Linked DNA regions of Rattus norvegicus: region 2 is linked to region 1. The links are chromatin contacts, called in public HiChIP or PLAC-seq maps. All regions are on one chromosome and are shown on one strand. The core of a region is the stretch at or near the end of the contact, and the rest is flanking DNA. Distances in the headings are between cores, read along the strand shown.

What was found. HiChIP or PLAC-seq counts read pairs in DNA pulled down with a chosen protein or histone mark.
Region 2: a contact with region 1 is called in an H3K27ac HiChIP or PLAC-seq map of oligodendrocytes, with 11 times the contacts expected there. The contact joins the enhancer-like site here to the promoter of Tfrc in region 1. A contact is called at or near these places in 8 of 12 Hi-C or Micro-C datasets (Schwann cells, frontal cortex, hepatocytes and 4 more) and 1 of 1 datasets of contacts at active chromatin or transcription factors (oligodendrocytes).

What each region holds. Positions count from the first base shown.
Region 1 is chr11:81,688,328-81,694,478 of GRCr8, reverse strand. Tfrc (transferrin receptor) reads left to right here and starts at 4,161. Exons shown (of 19, transcript NM_022712.1): 1 at 4,161-4,271. It also overlaps the pseudogene Rplp0-ps12.
Region 2 is chr11:81,772,632-81,779,041 of GRCr8, reverse strand. It overlaps LOC102547162 (a long non-coding RNA gene), which reads right to left. Exons shown (of 3, transcript XR_010056306.1): 3 at 1,598-2,963. Among named protein-coding and RNA genes, the nearest start is that of Zdhhc19, 18 kb to the left of the region's middle. Within about 2 kb of position 1,986, at least 23 of the 93 cell types and tissues checked have an H3K27ac peak or open chromatin away from gene starts, as enhancers often do.

The sequences.
Region 1 (6,151 bases), core at 2,912-5,411:
GCGGTGCGGAAGTCTGGACCGTGACTGCGTAGGCCGGTTTGGGCGAAATGTTCAACGCCTGTCTAACGGCAGTTGCCACATGTGGGAAATGGCACCAGACCTTAGTAGGTCCCCAGGCCTTCACACAACTGACTCCATGACAGAAGTACCATTCAGGCTGTAAAACTCAGTACACAGACAGCACCATCTGCCAACGCTGAAACAAAAGCCTAATCCATCAAAGTCTCCATGGTTCAGGGAAAGTCTCCAAATGGACTAACCTTGCTTTTTAGCCTCTGCAGTTCTGTTTCTTGCTAACTGTTCTTGTTAACTGAAGTGTGTCAACCCAGAACGTAGTTCTTGTGCTTCAAGGCTTGCCATGATAAAGGTACACTGTTACACTGGGATCCTGAACATTAGCTGGCAAGCTAATAAAGACGTTCTATTGCCTCAAACCCACATCTGAGCAGTTTTCTCCAATGAATACCCCACCACAATATCAGTTTTAATTTCTGAGGCTTGTGATAAGGACTACACGAACTGGTAGGTTTAAAGACTTATGACATCAGCACATAATATACGCTTAGTGAATCTCGGCTACTGTCCTTAGTTGCTAACGATAAGCGTGTTCTCAGCCAATAGATTAGATTATTTTTCATTGTCATCATTACTACTTTAAATTGTGTGTGTGCGTGTGTGTGCTTGTGTGTGCTTGTGTATGTATGCATGCATGCATGTGTGTGCTTGTGCATGTATGCATGCATGTGTATGTGTGTGCACATGTGTGCGTACATGTGTGTACATGTGTGCATACATGTGTGCGTACATGTGTGTGTGCGTGTGTGCATACATGTGTGCGTACATGTGTGTGTGCGTGTGTATGCATGTGATTACAGTGCCATCAGAAGTATAAGAGGATGCGGGACACCTGGAGCTGAAGCCACAGGCACCTCTGAGCCACCTGGTGGAGCACTGGGAATCAAATGGAGGCTCTCTAGAAAAGCAGCATGTGCTCCCACCCACCGTCCACCCTCTATCACTTTAAAAATTGTTATTGTGTATTTGTTGTCACTTGAGAAACGGTCTCCCTTGGTAACCAGGCTGGCCTCCAACTACAGAGTTCTGTCTGCCTCTGTCTCCTCCCTCTGGGATTAAACCTTGCCCAGCAAAAATTTATTTTATCTTTATTTTTACTTGAGATAGGCTCTTGCCGTACAGTCCCACACTGACCTTGATCTCAGGATGTAGGCCAGGCAGGCCCTAACTTGACTTTTTTCTGATGCTAGGATTGCAGGCTTATACTATCATGCCTTGGTACTGCTTCTCCTTCTCCAGTTTTGGCTGGAATGGACTGGAGATGAATTAAAGCAAATATTCTACACACATGCAGTGTATTTAGCGTCAGCAGAGCCTGGGGATTGTACTGGGCATGGAAAAGAGGAAATGTGAAATACTATTGAAATTAGGGAGTACTTGGCAAAATCCTAGTTTTGCTCACCATACGGTGGTCAGAAAGCAGAGAGTCACTCCTCCTGCCCTTCCTCTAATTAGCCTCACTTCCTAATAGTCGGTTCAGCCTTGAACACGTTAACAGGGTCACACACTTACTATCTAGGCCTCCGTTGATAGTACCGTCAGCCGGGACCAAGCCTCCAACACAGGAGCCCCTTTGTGGGGGGCTTCGTAAACAATGACATGTTACTTCATATCTAAGCACTGCAGTCCAAGCTACCCCAGACTCTGAGAGGAATCGTCTCATGAGAAATTACAGATTTACTCTCATGGGAAAAGGAAAGAGAGAAACTGGCCACTTATTTGAATGAAGTTTTAATAATATTTTAATAATCCAGCCTTCGTTTATTGAGTACTTATGAGGCTAGAGTGTACACATGAGATAAAGTTGCTTCCAAACTGAAAATTCTGTGGTGACGTTAGTTCTACCTTGCCCAAGCCCAACTAAATCTCATGCCCTATATTTTCACATCATTATATTAGTTGGTATAAATATCCTTGAAATTAATTAAAAATTAATCACCTCCCTTTCCTCCATCTAAGTAACCTTGGCCGTTTGCTATAAAGTGGGGCAAACTCCTTCCTGTCAGCCTAGCCTGGATATTGCTTCTGTTCTATTTTCTTGCATGAGTTTTGTTTTGCCCTGGGGAAACAAAACCATATAATGTAGTTATCAGTAGAGTTACAAGAACTGTTCCAAGTCAGCATTAGAAGGGGAAAAAAGAGGAACAGGACCTCCAAAACTTAAAAAAAAAGGGGGGGGGGAGCGCCAGAGAGATGGTTCAGGGGTAAAGAACACTGACAGTTCAAGAGACTCTCAGCACCCACAGGAAGGCTAATTATCATGTGATAATTTCAGATGCCCTTCTCTAGCCTTCTTGGGTACCAGGCATGTAAGTGGTACCCAGACCCACATGCAGGCAAAATGTCTATGCAACATCCAATTCAATAAATAATTTTTAAAAGCTGGGCAGCATTTGGGAGGCAGAGGGAGGCAGGTCTCTGAGTTTAATGTTAGTCTAGTCAATAGAGCATGTTCCAGGACAGCCAGGGCTACAGAGAGAAATCCTGTCTCAAAAAACCAGAAAAAAGGGGTTGGAGATTTAGCTCAGTGGTAGAGTGCTTGCCTAGGAAGCGCAAGGCCCTGGGTTCGGTCCCCAGCTCCGAAAAAAAGAACAAAAAAAAAAAAAAAAAAAAAAAACCAGAAAAAAGAAAAAGAAAAAAAAAGGGGGGGGGGGAATGTTTATCACAACCCCACTGCTCCTACACAGCAGAGTTCCAGACTGAGTTCCAAGACAGCCAGGGCTACAAAAAAGAAAACCCTGTCTTGAAAACCAAATAGAAGACAAACAAGCAAACAAAATTCCTCACTGAATTGTTTTCCTAGGAATGTGTTGTTTGGGACAATTAGGGACTCCCAGAGCTGCATTTTGTGTTGACCAAGTCAACAAAGTTATTATGTATTGAGTAAAGCTGTATGATGGGAAAAGACATGTAAAGAATGGTGTGGGGTCGGGGAGAGTTTTTAGCACTGGAAAGACAAACAGCAGAATATGTACTTAAAGAACAAATAAGTGACAGATGTGTATAATGGAACGCCAGGCTTGGTGGCACACGCCTTTATTCCTACCACTCAGAACAGAGGTATGAAGATCTCTGAGTTCAATGCCAGCCTGGTCCACATAGTGAATACCAGGATAGCCAAGGCTACATGAAAGACCTAGTTTTGAAACCAATGGCTCCCCGTGTCTATCTTCTGCCAGTTTGCAGTGTGCTCTGGCTTTTTATATATTTTCTGGAGTAGTACAATTCGGACACAGTAGGGTGTAAAGGGTCCAGCAGTTAGTAAACCCCAAGTACTTGCTGAATTTTAGAGCAGATAAGCCAAAAGCTGAATTGGTGGCTGGGTAGTAGATTAGTACTTTAAAAGACATTTCCAGGGTCCCTAAGGGCTCCACTATCTAACTATAGTCCTTTTGCGGTCTAAGATCACTCTCTGTAACTATTTGTAAACCTACCTCAGGCTGAACAGTAAAGTACAGATAGGAAGAGAAGAGTGTGAATGTTTGCAGTTTTAACAGAGCTCCTTTTATTTGCTATGCATAGCACCAACCCTCTAAAAGCAATAATGGTGATAAACATGCAAGTTAATCTACAACTTTATCACCCTAGTAAGCCATTGGTTTTTATTTTCCCTTCCACAGGCTGAACTTAGTAAGCACTGTTAGCTCTTTGCTTGGCTCAAGCGCTGCTTGTTAAAATCTAAAAAAAAGATTTGCAGCTTTGCTTTTAAAGTTTTCCCTTTTTTAAAGCATGTCCACGGCTGCACAAACTCGTCTTTACGATATGTTTTTAGCGGAGACCTAAGCTTGCAAGCAGCAGTATTTTAGAGTGAAGGCTAATACTTCTGAACTTGCACCACAGGGTTGGGTGTCGGTCAAGGTTAGGTGGAGGGCGACGGGCCAACTACAAAGACACCGCGGGGGAGGGGTGCGCCGAGAGAAAGAAAGCCACAGCCAATCGCGCGCGCAGTCCTGACACCTGCCGCCTTGGCGCCTTTTCTCTCCCACTCCGCGCACGCACGAGCTGCGCGCGCATCTCGCCTCCAGCGGTCTTGCCTGAGCACCTCGGTAGGTGTACGTGCGGCAGGAAGTGACGTAAGCCAAGAGGGCCGGCCCGGGGGCGGGGCCGGCCTATATGCTTGGGTAGGAGGCAGCGCTCCTTTCAGAAGGCGTGTGGAGCGCGGGCCGCTGCATTGCGGACTGAGGAGGTGCTTCAGAGTGAGTGACTCTCCTGTCAGTGGCACGGCCCATCGTGTTCATCGCGTGGCGGACGGACTAGAACGAGAGGCCAGGGCCGGCGGGCGGCGGGCGGCGAGGCGGCGGGCTGTTGCGGAGCCGGGGCTGCGGAGCACGGGTTGCAGGTGCAGCGGGGTGGGTGGGGAGCCGCTGTACCCTGCGCCCCTCGGGTCCTCCGGGCCTTCGCAAGCCGGTCCTAGGCCGCGGGTTCGAGAGTCACCACGCTGAGGCGCAGGCTTGTTCCGCTGGGAACACGTGGTGGCGGCTGGAGGAAGTTGCCCCAGGGAACGGCTGTCGGGGTACGTGGGTGACCTTGGGGCCCCTCGCAGGAGGGGGTCACAGCTGAAAAGGACAAAGCTGTTTTAATTCGGCTTCTAGTGTCATGGACATTTAAGGGGACTTTCCAAGAACCGCACGTTGGAACTTCGGCACCACCTGGTCCTTTTTTATTTTTTTTTGCCAGGCTCTGCCTCTTGGCCCAGCGTGTGAAATCTCATTTTTTCAGGGCAGAATAGATCTGAACGCTGCAGATAATACTAAGAATGTTGCTAGCATCCTCAAGATGGGAGAGCTTAAATAGAAATAAGGCCTCTTGGTAAGAGCTATTTAGAGCTAGCTGTAGGGAACCAACGTGCTCATGGTGTTGGACAGCTCTCTAAAATGGTGTTTGAGGGTAAGAAATCTGTATTTGCAAACTTTCAGTTAACATTTTGTCCCGTGCTTAAAATGAAATGATCTCGTTGTACTTAACGCAGAGGACTGGGCTGGATTGCAGTTCAGTTCCTTTGCTTTTTTTTTTTTTTTTTTAATAGGATTGAAATGGGGAATAGTTGTGTTACAGGAATTCTCGGCTACCTGATACCTTTATTCTAAGATTAGATGAGTTTGGAACAGTAGCTGGCTAGTGCAGTTGGCTCTGAGCTGTGAATTATGACCTCCTTGACAAAGACATTTAAGCTGATTCAGGACCTTATCTACCAAAAAAATGGGATTTAGCTTGTGTGGGTCCTCCTGCATTTGTTTTCTGTAAGGATTATAATAAACTGCATTATACAGGAATCCAATATCAGCCGTTTTTCTCAAAGGGAGATATATATATATGTGTGTGTATGTATATATATATATATATATATATATATATATATATATATATATATATAATACTTTTTACTTTGAGAGGGGATGTTGTCAAGGAATGGTGACTGAGAACCTAACCTGTGTTGACTGGATAGATCTGTCTGCCTAACTCCACCCTAAGGCTAAGTAGTTATGTGCTGTGGCAATGTGCTTATCTGTACTGGGGCAAGGTTCTGGGCTAAATTTGAATTAGACAACAATGAAAGTTACTTAAAAGAACCTCTGGTCTTGGGTCTATTGTGTGTAGGTGATTTCCTTCTCTCTCAGATGAAGGCTATACAAAGTAAACTTCAGTGACCTCAAGTGGTTCCGACCTTTTGGTTGCTTTTCAGAGAACTGTATGGAAATGAAAACCTGCTACCTTTTATTTCCTCTTGGTTTTTCAATTTCCCAAAGAAGGTCCCACTATGAATCCATGGGTAGCCTTGAACTCAGATCCATCTGCTTCTGCTTGGATAGTGGCATGGTGCCACACACCTTTGATCCCAGCACTGGGGCAAGGCAGAGGCAGGTAGATGACTGAGTTAAGTGTAAGAACCTGTCTTTAAAACATCTCAATAAGTCATTCTAAGTATATATAGTCATAAGTTTTAGCCAAAGTGGGTTGGGCTTTTGTTTTTGTCCAAACTCATGATCATTAAGCATATTGGAACACTTGTGAGGGTGGGGAAGTGGGCAGGTGTCTATTTTCAAGACGTAGCTTCTCTGTACAGCCTGGTGTATCC
Region 2 (6,410 bases), core at 737-3,236, 87 kb before region 1:
CCTACGATCTATCTAACCCCTTCCCTTATTCTTCAGGGAGAAGGGAACGGAGGATGAGGGAACCAGGGAGGGCCTCTTTTGGCGTCACACAGCTCAGGAAAGGCCAGCCTTGGCTGTCTCCGGGTGTCTGCCTTGTGCCCTTTCAGAGGAGCCCGGCCAGGTCCTGGCCTGTAAAACAGGAAGGGTCTAGAGACGTAGAGGCTTGGCACCAGGATCCTAAGGTCGACAACAGTAGCTGCAGTCACTTTGCCGTTCTGTGGGCCAGGCGTTGCGTTAAATGCTCTGCTTGCTCGTTTAATCCTCCAGCAAGCACAAGAAGCACTGCTAGTACCTCTGTGGATGTAGCCCTGGTTAGCCTTCTGTCTAAGCTCCACCCACAGTTACTTGGCAACAGCCCAGTATGCTCCTCCCCACAGTTACCTGGCAACAGCCAGGTATACCTGACACTATAAAAGGGGCCGCTTGCCCCCTCCTCACTCTCTTGTTCTCTTTTGCTCTCTTGCTCCTGCTTCCTCTTGCTCTCCCCTCCCCCCATTCCGTCCTCCCACCTTCTCTCCACGCGCTCTTACTTCTCCTCCCCCCCTCCCCAAATTTCCCTCCCCATCCCCTGAATAAACTCTATTCTATACTATACACTCGGTCATGTGGCCGGTCCCTCAGGGGAAAGGGATGCCTCAGCATGTATCCACAGGCACCCCCTTCCCCCATACTTCACCACACCTCCATAGAACACATCCCCCCTCTCTTTATATTTTTATAAACACATCAGACCTGACAGTCCCCAGGCCTACAGGAACAGGACTCCTGCCCTGGAATTCCTCCTTAAACTTTTAAGTGTTAGAGCTCAACCCCAGATTTTCATGTATCCAAGGCACGCACCCACCACGAAGGCACCATTTAAAAAATTGAGACCAGGTCTCATCGAGTCACTCAGGCTGGTCATGAACTCAGTTTGAAGCCCAACCAGGCCTTGAACCTGTGAGGCTCCTGTTATAGCCCCCAAGCAGATGGACTCAGACTTGTGCCACCACGTCTCGTACACCTAGGATTCTGGCTCAATGAACAAGATTCTGGTCTGATCTCAATGCTGCAATGGCCAGCCCATTAGGATCCTTTACCTGAACAGAGTCATGCTAGAGCTCGGCCACCCCCAGCAGCAATGGAGAACTCCCCCAGCCCACTAGTTTCTAGATCTCCCTTCATAAGCCTTGGGGAAACATAAAGAGATGCCCTCCTGCTGGCCCCTTCCTTGCCAATGCTGTGCAGACAGCGAGAGCGGGTCTCTGGAGATGTTGGGTGGGAGCTGGTTCTTTGCTTCCTACAGTGTGTCCTAAACATGTCCCAACCTCTCAAAGTCACCCTTCCTCGCCTGCTAACAGGAGAGTCCGGCTGACGTCTGGTCTTGAGTTCACTGTTGGATGTCTCTACATGGTGTGGACTCTGACAGGTATGAAGGTGGGATGGTTGCCCAGGTGGCAGTGGGAGAATCTTAGTCTATTTAGCCTAGTATCCTCCTCCTGTGAAGGATCCTCCCACCCACCCCCACCCCACCCCACCCCATTGAGCTCACGGTTTCACACATGCCATATAAAAGTACTGTTCTTTCTTCCATTTTTATTGACATTATAGACAGGTTCTAGCCTTGAGGCTTGCTCTTAGCCCAGTCAGACCTTGAATTTATAATCCTCCTGTCTCAAGCCTTTCAAGTAGATAGGATTCTAGATCTGAGCCACTAGGCTGGGTCCCTATCTCCTCTCTCTCTCCTCTCTCTCTCTCTCTCTCTCTCTCTCTCTCTCTCTCTCTCTCTCTCTCCTCCCCTTTGCCCTTCTGCACACTGCACACTCCGGATTGAGATGACTTGGAAATAGCCAAGGTTGTGGGTAGGCCACCTCATTAACTCCTAGGCCCTAAGCCTATATAACCTTTCTGTGGTAACCTTTTCAGCTCCCTTTCCTTTAGCCAAGTTATCTTCCAAGGGAAGGAGCTAGGCTTGGTCTTGGGGGGCAGGAGTGGCCCCCTTGGGGAGCAGGGGTGAGCCCTTGGCTGCCAGTTGGCAGTACGGTCTGGAGCCCCAAAGCCCCTGCTGCAGGACCCCTGGGGTGAGACAGTTTGTAAGGCTGTGAGGTCAGCCTGTGTCCAGTTCACTTTGACTCTCCGCAGAGACTTGGGCTGTTGGCCTGACTCAGAGAACAGGTTCTGGCTGCCTTGGGTACAATCCAGAGCAAAGAGGAAAGGAATCTTTTCCAAAGCAGAGACCAGGAGGAGGCACACAGAAGGCTCTTTGCTCTGGACCTGAAGCCTTTCAGGTCTGTTTTCTTTAAATATCCTGCTGCAGGAAAGAGAAGCCCAAATCCAGACATTCCTAAAACATTCAGGTGGCTTTAAAGAAGCAATTCGTTTGATTTTTCACCACACCCTGTTTCTGCTCACTGGGGTCTCAGGAACCTACTCTTGGAGCTTGGTTGGAAGGTCCGCACCCTTCCAGGTTTGCCCACACAGCTGCTGTACGCATGGGGCCTGAGACCTTACGGGAGCCTGCTTTTTCTTCTTTAGTCTGTTTTTGTTTTCTCTTGCTGTGCTGAAGATCAAACCCTTGGCCATATGTATCGTAGGCACGAACCACCACCGAGCTTCATCACAGCCCATATTTTGTTTGTTTGGTTTGAAGTCACTTTGATCCCCAGCTGTAATGGCACGACTGACCATTGAAAGACTTTCCCTTGATCCCAGGGGTCAGACCCACAGTGACTTCTGACTCAGTGCTCCAGTGCTGTGCCTGACTACTGGCCGTTAGCCCTGAAGTCCCATCCTGGGGGTCTACACCACTTCACTGGTCTTTATCTTGGAGGATTCTCCTCTGTGGCAGACTTTGAGCTTTTGTTTTCTGTGTCAGAATGAACCTGGTAGAGATGGTGCACAAGATGAGCAGAAGCCCAAGGCTAGCCCAGATTCAGGAACAGCCTCTGTGAAGGAGGAGCTGTAATTAGTGTGAGGAAGAGTCCAGAATGTGTCCCAGAGCTGGCTGTGGCCAAGAGGGAAAGGGGAGTCCTTCAGCAGCTTCACTTGCCTTTCCTGCCTCAAGTCCCTGGCTTTAGGGGCAGAGGTAAGGACAGGATAAGGACAGGTTGTCCTGAGAAAAGATGCATGGGGAGGGGGAAGCCGTCTACAACCACGCTGGGAAGGGGGAGATGGCTCCATGGGTAAAAGTGTTTGCTGAGCAAACCTGACAACCTTGGTTCTATTCCTGGAAGCCACATTGAAAAAAGACAACCAAAACCCCCATGTGAGATGGACATCTCTAATCCCAGCAGTCCTTCCTGCCATGAGGTAGAGGAGGAAAGAAGCTCCCAGAAGCGTTCAGGCAGTTAGCATGGAGTGGCAGCACTGAGGCAGAAAGCACATACACATGCCACACACACACACAGACACACTCACAGAGACACATTCATACATAGAGCATACGCACACAGACACACACAGACATACACGCACACAGACACACTCACACAAATACCATACACCCACTACGCAAACACACCCACACAAATCACACACACTCACACACACACACCACACAAACACACACACACACAAATCACACATACACACACACTCACACACACATCACACAAACACACACAATCATACATACACAAATGTACTACAAGGACACACCACACAGACACACATTCATATATACAGCACACGCATACAAATCACACAGACGCACACACACAAACAAACATACTTACTTACACACCACACAGACCCACACGAACTCACACAAACATTCTACATAGACACATCACATACATACCATGCAGTCACAGGACACGCTCACACTCATACACACCCAAACACACACACACTCTCTCTCTCTCTCACACACACACACACACACACACACACGCATACTAAACAATAACGAGAGAGGTACAGTGTCCCCTCAGGAAGAGATATTTAGGGGTTGGGGATTTAGCTCAGTGGTAGAGCTCTCGCCTAGCAAGCGCAAGGCCCTGGGTTTGGTCCCCAGCTCCAAAAAAAAGAAAAGAAAAAAAATGGGGGACAAAAGTCTACCCTTGGGCTGGAGACACGGCTCAGTGGTTAAGAGCTCTGGCTGCTCTTGCAGGGGACCTGGGTTTGGTTCCTAGCACCCATATGCTGGCTCATAACCATCTGTAATTCCCTTTCCAGAGGTCAGATGGTCTCTTCTGATCTCTGCAGGAACCAGGCACGCCTGTTGTGCACACACACACACACACACACACACACACACACACACACACACAGATAGTCATATACATAAAAAATCTTTTAAGTAAAGAAAAATCAACATGTTTATTATTTTTCAAAAGACTGGAGGGGCTGGAGAGATGGCTCAGCAGTTAAGAGCACTGGTTGCTTTTCCAGAGGACCTGAGTTCAATTCCCAGCATCCACGTGGCAGCTCACAAGTGTTTGTAACTCCAGTTCCAGGGGCTCTGACACCCTCTCACACACAACCAGGAACAGCACGAATGTACATTCAATAAGTAAATAAAGTCATTTAAAAGACTGGAAGCAAATTGATCAAATATGGGGATTGAGTAGGAGTTTCCTCCGTAAGGGGATTGATTCTCGCTTTCTCTCTGCTTTGCTGGGTGACTATGAGAAATTTTCTCCTTTCATGCACAGAACTAGCTCTGGCACGTTCCAGCTCAGATATTACCTGAGAATAATCAGGACCAGATGCTTATGGGCAGTTCCGTTGGCACAGCTGTTGCTGCCCACCCCTGTGCAGACCCAGCCACCCAAGCCCTCAACCCAGCCTGGGCCCCGGGAGGAAGCAGCCCCCACCCCTCCTCCCCTCAGCTGTGGGCTCTGATCTCAAATTAGAATTACGCCTCTTTTCTCTGCCTGGATCTGAATCATGAAAAGCCGCCTACACCGTCAGCTGCAACCTCAGGAACAAAGAGGAGACTTCAGGCAGAGCGGTTGCCTGGACAGCCATTCTAGCTCTGAAGCTTCAATAGGGAAAGGAGGGACCAAACTGGCACTGTATAATGGCAGGACACAGCGACATGTGTGACTCAGGCCCCCCACAGCTCCCTGGGTGGGCGACAATGATGGCCTGTGTCACAAGGAGGTTGGAGCAGGGAGGCTGGCTCTTCAGTGGAGCACTGGCTTGGGGTAGGACGGCTCCCTCCGCCTCAGAGTGAGATGGGCCAGGCTCTCCCTAGGGCTGAGGTGCAGGGACTTCCGGCTGCCAATCACGGCTGCATCCAGCTGCCAATCACGGCTGCATCTGAATCCCCATCCCTGTCCGCACCGCCTTAACTGTGATAGCAGGAGTTTAAACTCATTTCGGATTGAGTCCGTGGGAAACCTGCTCCTCCCCTGAGGAAAATTCGCCCGCAGAATTGATTCTCTTTGTTCTCTGGTCTCCGTCCTGCCTAGCCCCCATGCCCTTCTCCTCAGACGCCTGCAGCTCCAGAACCTTCTGTGATCTTTCAGTGCAGGGTTGTAACTCTGGTTCTTAGGTGAAGCGACCTCAGCAGATAGGACATAAACCACATTGTTGTCTCCTGTCCCCTCTCTCTGAGCCGCCCCCAGTCACCTGCTGCTGTTTCCTACCTGGTCAACCCGAGTTCACCCCTTTCCCTCAGCCTTCACCTCACTTCTGCCCCCTTATATTTCCTTAATTCCTAAAGCAGAAAAAAAAATTTGTCCATTTTTCCATCCGACTTTAGTTTGTCAGTCACACAGTCAAGATAAATATAAATCTTTCTTTTCTTTTTTCTTTTTCTTTTTTTTTTTTTTTTTTTGTATTTTGTTGTCGTAGTTTGTTTTGAGACAGGGTTTCTCTCTGTAGCCCTGGCTGTCCTGGCACATTTGCTCTGACTGCATCGTGGAATACATGAAAATTGAAAGTTGGGCCTTGCCTCCGCCTTTAGAAAATTCAAATCATCATCGGGCATTGTGGAGCACACCCTTAATTCCAGCACTCAGGAGGCAGAGGCAGGTAGATCTCTGTGGGTTAGAGGCCAGCCTGGTCTACAGAGAGAGTCTAGGACAGCCAGGGTTATTACACAGAGAAGAAACTCTTGTCTCAAAAACAAACAAACAAACAAACAACCCAGAAGGAAAAAAAAAAGAATATTCAAATTATATCAGGTAGCCTTCTTGATTTCTTGATATTTGTTTGTTTGTTTATTTGTTTTGGGGACACAGTTTCATTCTAGAAGGCCTAGAACTGACAGAAATCCTGGTGTCTCAGCCCCCGACACAGGTTGGGCATTGCAAATGTCAGCCGCTATGCCTGGCTTCTTGGCTTTCCTAACTTTCCTACCTGCTGTGAGAATGCAATACAGTAAGCTGTGGGGACCTGACCTGTAAGTACCTGACGCTGCTCCTCCCTCCAGTCTTAGTCTC